Regions from separate parts of the Mus musculus genome. Here region 2 is linked to region 1. Evidence: chromatin contacts called from public HiChIP or PLAC-seq data. All regions are on one chromosome and are shown on one strand. Each heading gives the region's core, a stretch centred on a gene start, on an enhancer-like site or on the middle of the called end of the contact. The rest is flanking DNA. Distances are from core to core; before and after follow the strand shown.

Region 1 (5,525 bases), core at 991-3,490:
TAACAGCATCACCAATGGTAGATTTGAGGGAGACAGGCATGGAGGACAGTCAGCAGACTCCAATGGCTATGATGAAGATACAATAAATGGATAGAGAATTGGATGCAACCTTGAGAGGGTTTAGGAGGCAAGAGCTATTCCCAGCATGTACACAGGGGCTCACAACTGCCTGTAACTCAAGAAATCTGACCCCATTTCTAACCTTTTCAGGCACATAAATACATGCAAGCAAAATACTCATATACATAAAAAATCTAAAATGCAAATGTTCTAGCTCCACTTTCTATCACCTCCCATCAAGGCCATCGGTTTATGACTCCCGGAAGAATTAACCCATTCATTAGGTCAGAGAAAGTCTTATAGGCTTTTCCCAGTCTATCAAACTGATAATCAAGATTAACACACATAGCCACTGTAATCTAGAAGCATCCCTGTGCAAAAGCAGCCCTCTCAAAACCAACACGTAGAAGTGGAGAATAGCTCCTCTATGAGCTGCTTCTATAGGCAAGTGACTGGAGCAGCAGTACTACTGATCTGTACATGAGTCACCCGCACTGAATACACATTCCCTGTGCTGTCCATAGGACAGAGCCTTGCTGCAGAAGCTCAGAACATTTTGTTCTTGAACTCTGGAACTCTGGATACAAATGGTATCTGTAATATTATGCTAATAAGAAGTGGTATTGTAAGAGAGACCATCATTAAAGCAGTCTGCATTGCTGCCGGGTGGCCTGTCTATTTCCAACTTTATGTAGAGTGAGTGGCAATTTGTAGCCTAGTGCCAGTAGCTGAAATGTGGTTAGAACAATAAACATATTCACAAAATGTAAGCTCAGCTTTTCAGGGCTTCAATATCTTAAAAAGAAAGAAATAAATAAAAAACGAACCCTTTCCTTCAAGATTTTTTTTAATAGAACTGGAACATCTGAACTAATTTATAAATGCACAATTCCCTGCATATTTATTTAATCAATTCACCTATAACACTGGCCATTTGTATGAGACTGTATAGCTCCTAGACACTTTTAGAGTCCATTCAACTAATTCTGATAAATTATTCAACGGGGGCAAAGAGGGCTAGGGAGATAGCTGTTGCAGGATATTTGATCACACTGTGAACCCTGAGGTTGTGTTCTTTGCCAGAAAAACCTGTTTCTAGTTGAGGTGTGGCTCAGCCTTAGCACACACCTTTAATCCAAGAGCTTTCTGCTTGAATGTTGTAAGCGAGATTAAATAAAGCCAACCATGGGTCAAGTGATGGAACAAGCAACCAGTTGACCGTAAGTGAACAAAGGATCGTTAATAAAAAAGAGAGAGTAAGGGAGCCGGGAGGACAGAGATGCACAGGAAGTAGAAAGGAGGGACATTCAGTTTAAAAAAGGGTGTTTTGAGACAGTGTGAGAGAGGTGCATGCCTCCAGGGTTGTCAGCTGAGGAGGAAAGGCACCTGGTGCTTTCTCTGCCTCTCTCAGCATCAGGCTTCTACCCCAGCATCTGCCTTCTGTGTCTTCATTGGTAAAATTGAACAAATGGGATTTTGTTTTAAAAACAAAAAACAGTTCAGCTGTTAAGAGCTCTTCTGCCCTTCCTAAGGATTCAAGTATGTTCAGTTTCTAGCACCCTAAGTGGGTAGCTCAGCACTGTCTATAACTAAAACTCAAGCACAAAGGTATACATGCAACACCCCCTTCTAGCCTCTGTAGCCATAAACACATGTGGCACACATGCACATGCATACTGATCTAGACAGTGAAACTGAAATCATCCACAAATCTCTGTTGGTTTTTTTTTTTTTTTTTTTTTTTTTTTTTTTTTTTTTATGGTGGTTCAAATGAGCAATGCCCTGCATGGAGACACGTATATTTAAACACTTGGTTCTCAGTTGGTGGCAGTGTTTTCAAGGTTTAGGAGTTGCAGCCCTGCTGAAGGAAATGTCTTACCAGGGCAAGAGTTAGAGTAAGTACTCTCACCCCACTCCAGTTCACATCCTCTCTGCCTTTATGTTTCCAGTTCAGACTGTGCCCCTCCCCCACCCTCTGTCTTTCTCTCTCCCTCAGCTTCCTGATCTTAGTAATACCTCCCCACCAATGATGGACTCTATGCTTCTGGAAAAGTAAACCCAAATAAAGTCTTTCTTCTATGTTGCCTTGACCCGTTCGTTACTTTCCTACCACTCTGATCAAACACCATGACCAAGACAACCTGTAAAAGAAAGCATTTACGTGAGCTTACAGTTCCAGAGGGCTTAGAATCCATGATGGCAGAACCAAGGCATAGTGGAAGAAACAGCTGAGCGCTCACTTATTGATCTGCAAGCAGGAGACAGAGGGCACATGAGTCTGCTAGGAGACTTTTGAAGCCTCAAAGCCTGACCCTAGTGACACTCCTCCTCCAACAAGGTCACACCTTCTAATCCTTCCAAAATAGTTCTACCAACTGGGGATCAAGTATTCATATACATGAGCTTACGGACGATATTCTCATTCAAACCACCAGAGTATTATTGTTGTTGTTGTTGTTATTATTATTATTTTATATTGCCAATATTCTCACAACGGGAAAAAAATTCACATCAACCCCGAGTAAGCCTTTTTCCTATTTACCTTTCCCACCCTTTCCCAGCTTGTAGCCAACTGCCTTGTCCTTGGATATTTGTTCAATGTCGAGCAGAAAACTGAATTAGTTTTCTACTCTTACACAACTCATCATCTCTAAAAGTTGACATCCTTGGAAAGTCAAAATATGGGGACAGTTTCCCAGTTATCCATCACAACAACGTTAAGAACTGTAGGGGAAATGGCAGTACTCCACTATCCAAAAGTAACAGAATGATTGAACACGCTACAAGGCTAATTGCATAAAAGACTGTGCACCATTTCGAAGGTTGAGAGTGGAGAGGAAGCGGCTATATGAGAACTGCTCACACACAGCTTTCACAGAGACATGGGGTCCCTCTGAGGCTCTGACGGGTAATTAAGAACATCTATCACTACTCTGTGTAACCTGTGAAGACACTCTTGCTCTGCTCGTTCCCATCTCGGAACAAGGCAGTGGTATTTGGAGCCACTTCCTTCACATCCATTACTAGATAGATCCTCATAATATCCAGAGGTAAACTACCAACCACCTATGTCAGCTACTCTTTAAGGAGTAGCAACCTATTTGTAGTCACTATAGTCAGTAAGGCTTGGTGAGTGGTTCATGGATGAGATTCCAGAGTTAAAGAATGCCAGCGCAGACTGGGTGAGAAGTCAGTCCCACCATGCTGCCTATTTGAATGCAGATTGATATCCACTCCCAGCCAAAACACAGAGAATTTATTTATTTTTCCTTCCCTTTCCTAGTCTTATGTCACCCTGAAACCAAAAAGCACATGATATAGCAAAATATTATGGTGTAAAATGAAAAATATATTACACCTTTGGGCTAAAAAAAATGTTGTGCTTATGAGACAAATGAAAAGCAGAATCGATGTGTCCTGCCTCTTAAAGTGAAGAATTGCCCTTCAAAAAAGAAAGGGGCCTTCAAGGATGTCTTATGAATTTTTAAAAAAAAAAAAAAGTTCTTTTACACACAACTATTTATGAGCAATCATCTCCTGAGACACCACATAAAGATCTTCTACACATTTAGATGTTTCTGTAAAAACAATGAGGAGTGACCAGAAAGGATCAGAGATTTTGAGAACAACAAACCTCTCAAAGCAATCCTCAAAGCAATATTTAAAAAGCTGGATGAGATCCACCAGTGCCGTTAAAGCTTTGGTTTTCAAACACCCTTGGGCTCTAGCTTAAAACCACAGTGCAAACCACACTCAGGAGAGAAGAGGGTGGGTGCTTCAGAGAACACAAGGAAGCCTGCAGTTCTGCTGATCACCCACCATCACAGCTAAAATGAAACCCTACCAAAGAAGTCTTCCATGAACGCTATAGGATACGCAGCCCTGTGGAACCCAGAGATAGAGTTCACGGTCCAGCGAGGACTGCTATGGCCTGGTAAGTAGACATCTAAATCATTACACAGTGTGATGCGTACGGAGATAGGGACTCTGCAGGAGAAGCGCATACTGAGGGTATGCAGGAGGGGGAGGTTTTACTTCCAGAAGACAGTAATCTCTAAGCCAAACCTACATCAAACAGGAGGAGGAGTCAGCATAGCTGAAGTAATTGGAAGCAGCTATCCTCCCAGGCCAGAGAAGTGTGCCCCCCCCCACCCCCCTCCCCCTGAGCAACAGGGAAACAAGAGTGGCCAGGTATAAAGAAACAGCAGAGAGACAAGGTCTCCATCCTGTGGTCCCTTGTGAGTCACATTCAGCCCCAGTCTTCAGAGTGGCAGGGAGCAAGAACCCATGGCTGCTTCTGCTTTGACTCCCCACTCCCAACTCCCCAATTAAAAGAAAATTCTGAGGCCACATTTCCAGGGCTTCAAGAGAAAAACGCAAGGGCTAATTAAAACACAACAAAGCTTCAAATACAACACAGAACTGTTTTTAGGAGAACTGAGTCAAAAATCATTAATTACGCGTTCGTTCGGAGAGTTAGAGTTGTCTCAGTGATTCCTGGGCCTTGTTTTTCTCCTTATCTTTTAGAGGCTTGACTGTGGTTTGTTTGGAGTTTCATAAAATTAATGGCTTATGACATTTCACTCCATGATGATCCTAAGGACACCTTTTTCGTTACCACTTGCGTTGTGGCCTTAAAGAGTGTCTCCAAGATGGAAGTTTCACTGTTTATTTGAGGACTTCATTTCAAATCCTCTCTCCATCAAATCCATGCAGCTATGCATGTGCATGGCCAAGGGCAGTGGGAAGAGAGGGGTGACACCACAGCCTGACCATCATCCCTTCGGCTAAGGGGAGCCTGTGCCCAGTCACTGCAGGGGAAGCCCCACCTCTCCAGCTAACCAGGGTCCCTGCCGGGTTCCGCAGGGGAAGGCCATCTCTCCAGTTAGCTGAAGGTCCTGAGGGGTGCAGAGGAAGCTGATGCCTCTTTTTAAATTTTTAAAAAACATTTTTGTTCCTTTCTAACTGATTCCAGGTAGACCGCTCCCTGGCTCTCCGATCTTTCTGCTGCTCACCAAGTCCGCCCCCTCCCCCACCTCCCCACCCCTCTCCACCCGCCCTTAGTCCAACAGCCATTTCTGTTTTCTCTGCAGTCGCTAAAACTTTGTGCTGCTACTTAAGTCCTTCTGCTTTTCCTCTGTGTACAGGGAAATCAAATAGTCTAGCTAGCTCCGCCCAAAAGTTCTGCCCATTCTTGAGCGCCACCATGGAAAGCCCACCAGCCTCTTCCGTCCAGCTGTGTTCTACCTCCCAGCCAGTCCTCGAGAACCACTGGCTTCTTCCACCCTGCTCTGTGCCCCACCCCTCACCCATTCATGGAGAACCATCTGGCCCCTCCACTGCACTGTTATTCTTCCTGGTCATTCTTAATTTCCAACTTCTAATCTGTTTTGTGCCAAGTATTGTGTCTGTGTTTACATGATCCCGGGCCAGGCTAAATCACACGACAGATGTGTGAGCATCTC
Region 2 (5,525 bases), core at 1,547-4,046, 87 kb before region 1:
TTGTACATACAGGCAATGCCTCTGCAGTTTGACTTAATTCTGAGTGATTGGCAGAACACTTCTGGGAGACAGTCTGAAAGCACTCAGCAACCAAGAAAATTAGCATTTCAGGGGGCTGGTGGTAAAACTCAGTCTATAACAAGTCTTGATTCTCCCTTTCCTCTTTCTCCATCAAGGGCATTCATGTGGATTCCCACTCACACCCAGCTTGCTTGCCTACTATGCAGCAAGACAAAATGTACATGCTGCAACTGCACTGAAATCCAAAGCATCAGACATGCTAGGAAATTATTACATATGGAGAAACAAAGAAGAAAGAACTAAAGATGTACAGTCTAGAGACTGGAAGTCGGTTTGTCAGATCTTAAATTTGTTTTTAAAATCCAATTGCTTTGAGTATCTTTTCCTGTCCTTTTACCCTGTGGTGACAGCTATCAACCACTGATGGGAAGGCTCGTTTCTTGGAAGAAACAAAAGGGTGGATCTTGCTTTCTGACCCAACTTGCTGGTCTGTCTTTTTACCGGGGAAGGTGAGAATGTTAACACTCAGAGATATGATTAAAGGCGTGTGCTAATTCCTGTCGTCCTGTGGATTGTGTGAAGCTTTCCTCAGATATCTTGCTTACCTGATCTTGCATTGATTGATAGTGTTCCCTATGACCTCTAGGCTGTGTTTATCCTTTCCAGATTGACGTATTCCTTAGCCAAGGTCTGTAGGGCTGGTGTAGTGGAAGTGTCTGGTTCCTCTAGGAAGTGTTTACTTCCCTCTTAATGTTAGTAGCTTTCTAGGGTGGACAGGTGATCTTTTACACCTTTTCAGTTCCTTTTGTTTGTAAAAGTTCCTGTTTTAAAGATGCAGTGTTATTCTGATGGGCCTACCTTTATAAATTGCTGACCCTTTTCTCTTGCAGACCTCAATATGCTTTCCCTTACTGGTAGGCACCAGGAGTAGAGTAGATGGGGGGATTGTGAGCTCAGTCAATGGTCTGAGCTTGGGGGCCCCTGAGTTTTCTGTGGCACAGCCAGGGAAGCCTGGTAAGGGTCTAACCTAGAGATCTGAATCCAAGCACTTTGCCAACCCAGTACCCGATCATCATGATTAGACTTTTCCAGTTGTTTTGGGGTTTGTTTATTCCTCCCATAAACAGGGAGCTGAACTAAAAAAAAACTCTAAAGTTCTTTGCTAATTGAATGGGTAATTATTTAATCTGGTTTTGTAAATATTTAACAATGCTTATTCCTTTAAATTCTCCCAGGTCAGTGTAGTATGTAATCATGGGTACGGCTCCTTTCTCCCACTTCTTTCCATTTGGCTAAAATCTTCACATTTATATCTACCTGTGATCGCAGCTTTAGTGTTCCTACAAACTCGGCTATGCTTGTTGACCTCCAAGGACATGCAGCCTGGTAGTATTTCCCAAAATCCCTCAGCACCTTCCCATTCACCTGCTTCGTGGTAGGCAGGTGGAGAAGAGTGAATTTACCGATGCTTTCCTCACCCTCCTTCCCTATTGTGCAAAATGAGCAGAACATTTTCATTTCCAACGCCAGCAGCGAAAATGCCCCACTGCCATGACACAGAAGGGCACGCACTCAAAGACAATATATTTATTTAGTGGATAAGAACGTCTTTTCACCAGAAACAGAATGAACAATCATCTGCAGAGCTTTAAATAGCAAACATCTGTTTTTCCCAATGTGTTCCCAACACCCGCCCCCCCCCCAACCTCTTGATTAGTCGTTCTCTGAGAACTGTTTCTGAAAGACATAATGAGGCGGTCTAAGGATGAGTTGTAAACCATCTTCAAAATAAACGAAGAAAAATGTTTCTGCTCTGGATAAGGCTGGTTTAATCCAGATCTTCCAGTTCCCACCACACAGACAGGTCGTAGTTCTTCCATCAGTTTGCTCTGCATCTACAGTTCCATTAACTAAGGCAAGCAAATCGCGATGTAAGTAAGTAGCATGGAGATCGAGGCAGTGCCATGGTCTGCCAGGGCCATGCTGTCCACAGTGCTACCAGAGGGCTTTTGCTCAACCAAGCCAACCATGGCAACGTGGGAAGTAATGAAGCAAAGCACCTCAGTGAGTAGGACACAAGTTCAGACACACACCGTGGACTGGATGTGCACAGGCTGAGGAGATGGACCAAGCAAGCACCAAGACCCATGCTCAGATACTCAGAACCTGGCAGCCTATCTGCAATTCTAAACTCAGAAGACCATGCCCAAAACAAGCTACAGAGCAAGACTAAATGTATTGATGAGCTCTGGGTTTGATTGAGAGACCCTGCCTCAATGAATAAAATGGAAAAACAATGGGGGATGATTCCAGACATCAACCTTAGGTCTCTCCATGCACATGTACCTACATGCATGTGTGCATGCCCACATTCACACAAATATGCAAACATAGACACATACATGCACACACACTCGTGTGTGAGCACAAACACACACACACACACACACACACACACACACACACACACACATACACACAGCTGATCTTGTTCCTCCCAGAGCTTGAGACTTATGCACACCCTCACCAGGAAGCTATTTAGTTGGCATTCCACATCAACACAGCTACAGCAGAGGTCTTGGTTTCTACAAAAGCAACCTCACTGAGGAGCCATCTTTCCATATCAGGCAAAGCCGCCATTGCTTGTTTCCTGTTTCTCTCAAACCTCACTATACTTAACATTTTATCATCACTTGCTTGTCGGGGCTAACCCCGGGGCGGGAAAGCAGCTCAGGCCACCACAGCAGCGGCTTGTGGTTTCTCACATCACAGTGAACAAGGAAGTGGAAGAACTAGGTACTGGGATGGAGCCTTTCACAACCATGTCTACTGACCAATGTCTCTACCCACATCCCCATCTTCTGAAGGTCCCACAGCACTACCAACTGAGGAACAATACCTAAGTCGTAAGTACCTACTATCAGCCATCATGCCGTCTGAAACATATGACAGGACCTATGCACAAAATAGATGCTTAATAAATATTTACTGAATGAGGATCTCTGAAAACTTATCTCACGAAGCAAAGCTACATGAGACCCTACTCACTAAAAGGGGCCTTTTCTCACTGTACCCAGCCTCTCTCCTCTCACTGAACTGAAAACCCTTGTTGGTTGCCAGTCCCTTTTGTTATGTATAAAATCCCTCAGAACAAGGGCAACTCACAACTATGCTACCATCACCTGATATAACTCTTAACCTGGGATAAATTCATATTAATGAGTATCACAGGGAAGAAATAAGGCTGATAAGGGAGACACAGAACACAGAACATGTGGATAAAGACAAAGATAAAACCCAAAGAGGCTGGAAATGACCACAGACATCGCTCACATTCCAGACAAAACTGTCACCATGCACCAGTGAAGCTGATTTACATCAGAAGGCTTTAAAGTCCTCACTGAGTGTTTGTGCTTGAACTACCAAATCTCACCATCATGGGGGGCCTTTGGTTTGATGTGAGCATTCAGATATATAAGCAAGAGATGAGCACCTGGACTCTGGGTATCTGCATGACCAGTGTGATGGGACACAGTTCAGAACTTGGAGCCTTTGATGAAGTGGCCATGGGGCCCGGGCCCTGTGATCCTGTGTTATCTGAGCATGCTGTATCAAGGCAGGTCAGATTTACAGGTCCTGGATAAAAACCTTCAGCTTATTTAGTTTACCTCATTCTTTTCATGTCAAGGTAAAAATCATTACAGTATTGTGAACATTTGCTTGATCTGTGATTCGAGTCTGGAAAAATAAAGTTCAAATTGTGTCAAGCCAAGCCGACCTTCGGCAGTACAAGCTGCCTGTTGCCACCTCAGGGAGGAGACAACTTTACTTGGATTTTCTGTTATGGCAGGGAAGAAAACCTCTCGTGAACGAGGACATATAGTAATAAAGTGCAGATATTTGGGGGACAGGGGAACATGGACAGTAATTTTCAAAGGAAGATATACAGATAGACAATGATCTATGCAAATAATTAGGGAAATGCAGATCTTCTTTCACACCTGTCAGAAGGCTATTATAAAAAAAGACAGACGATAACGAGTGTTGAGGCAGATGTGTGGGAAAAGGAGTCCTTGTCTTCTGTTGATTAAAGATATAAATTGATACAGACATTATGGAGGACTAGGTGGAAATTGCTTGGGAATTAAACACGGAATGACTATGATATCCACAAAGCCCAGTTCTGAGTATCCACACACGTATGAGAACCAGTCCGCGGAAGGAATGTCTGCCCTCCACATTCACAGTGGCAACACTTACCAAAGCCATGTTATGCCGTCTAAATGATGCCAACAGATGAACAAGCAGATACATGAAATGCAATGTATGTGCTCAGTGCAACAGTGGTCAGCTATCTGCTACACAGAGCATGAGTAGATCATAGAGCATCCTCCTAAGTAGTTTGTGCCAATCACAAAGAGACAGACACCACCAGTCTTCCCTTTTATATGCAGAGTCGGAGTAGTCGAACTAACAGAAGCAGAACACAGGACAGTGGGAATCGAGGCTCAGGTGTCGGGAGGGTGTGGACAACGATCAAAGGGTATAAGCTTCGGACAGGAAGAAGGTGCCAGTTCTCTTAGATCTAGTGCACACCGACACGTACAGCCAATACCAAAACTGCTAAGAGTAAACTTCAAAATCTCATCACAAAAAAAAAATGTTAAATAGTTGAACTGATGGACATGATAACTAGCTTAATTTAGTCATCCATTATATTTATAATTCATAACATCTCTTTATACCCTATAAATGAATGCAATTATAAGTGTCAACTCATAATGACTTTACAAAGAATCTCGGTGTTTTTGAGAGCAGCTGCAGAACAGCACCATTCTTTACGAAGAGAATGCCTTCCAATGAGTGATCTCTAACAGTTCATCTAGAGAAAACCATCACCCAAAACAGCACACACAGCTAGCCTCCCTCACAACTAAGGATTGAACAGACCCGTGTCCGCCAAGGGAAATTCCTAGCCAACACAGGTTGTAGAAGACAACACAGCACATATCTACAGAGCAGCAAAAACTGGTAACAACCAGTCTACACTGTTTCCAAGTCTATGAGCTACAGCATGGCTACAGAACAAAATGTGGGGACAGTAGGCTGGGCCAGCGTCAGGAAGGCTGGGTCCTTTACAGGATTATTAAACAACAAAGCATACAACTTCATTCGGGGAACTTCCCTAAAGCTCTGGAAAATGAAAAGTAGCCTTGCACCCAGGGAGCTGAAGGGGTTACCGAATAGGAGGAACAACAATATGAACCAACCAGTACCCCCCAGAGCTCCCAGGGACTAAATCACCAACCAATGAATACACATTAAAGGACCCATGACTCTAGCTGCATATATAGCAGAGGTTGGCCTAGTTGGTCATCAATGGGTGGAGAAGCCCTTGGTCCTGTGAAGGTTCTATGCCCTAATGTAGGGGAATGCCTGGGCCAGGAAGCAGGAGTGGGAGGGTTGGTGAGCAGGGGGTGGGGGAGGGGATAGGGGGTTTTCGG

Evidence for each region. HiChIP or PLAC-seq counts read pairs in DNA pulled down with a chosen protein or histone mark.
Region 2: an H3K4me3 HiChIP or PLAC-seq map of the SCID.adh cell line shows a contact between it and region 1, with 28 read pairs. The contact joins two enhancer-like sites. A contact is called at or near these places in 7 of 484 Hi-C or Micro-C datasets (DN3 thymocytes, the G1E-ER4 cell line, embryonic fibroblasts and 4 more), 4 of 115 datasets of contacts at active chromatin or transcription factors (the SCID.adh cell line, T-cell acute lymphoblastic leukemia, embryonic stem cells and 1 more) and 1 of 9 other capture datasets (embryonic stem cells).

What each region holds. Positions count from the first base shown.
Region 1 is chr3:154,092,431-154,097,955 of GRCm38.p6, reverse strand. All of the region lies in intron 1 of Slc44a5 (solute carrier family 44, member 5), which reads right to left. It overlaps Gm40185 (a long non-coding RNA gene), which reads left to right. Exons shown (of 3, transcript XR_003954594.1): 1 at 1-3,994. Among named protein-coding and RNA genes, the nearest start is that of Gm40185, 4.3 kb to the left of the region's middle. Within about 2 kb of position 2,240, at least 2 of the 459 cell types and tissues checked have an H3K27ac peak or open chromatin away from gene starts, as enhancers often do. A contact at or near this core is called in the SCID.adh cell line, where this site is marked.
Region 2 is chr3:154,180,427-154,185,951 of GRCm38.p6, reverse strand. The region is part of intron 2 of Slc44a5 (solute carrier family 44, member 5); the gene reads right to left. Gm32399 (a long non-coding RNA gene) reads left to right here. Exons shown (of 3, transcript XR_376267.3): 3 at 177-582. Among named protein-coding and RNA genes, the nearest start is that of Gm32399, 10 kb to the left of the region's middle. Within about 2 kb of position 2,796, at least 34 of the 459 cell types and tissues checked have an H3K27ac peak or open chromatin away from gene starts, as enhancers often do. A contact at or near this core is called in the SCID.adh cell line, where this site is marked.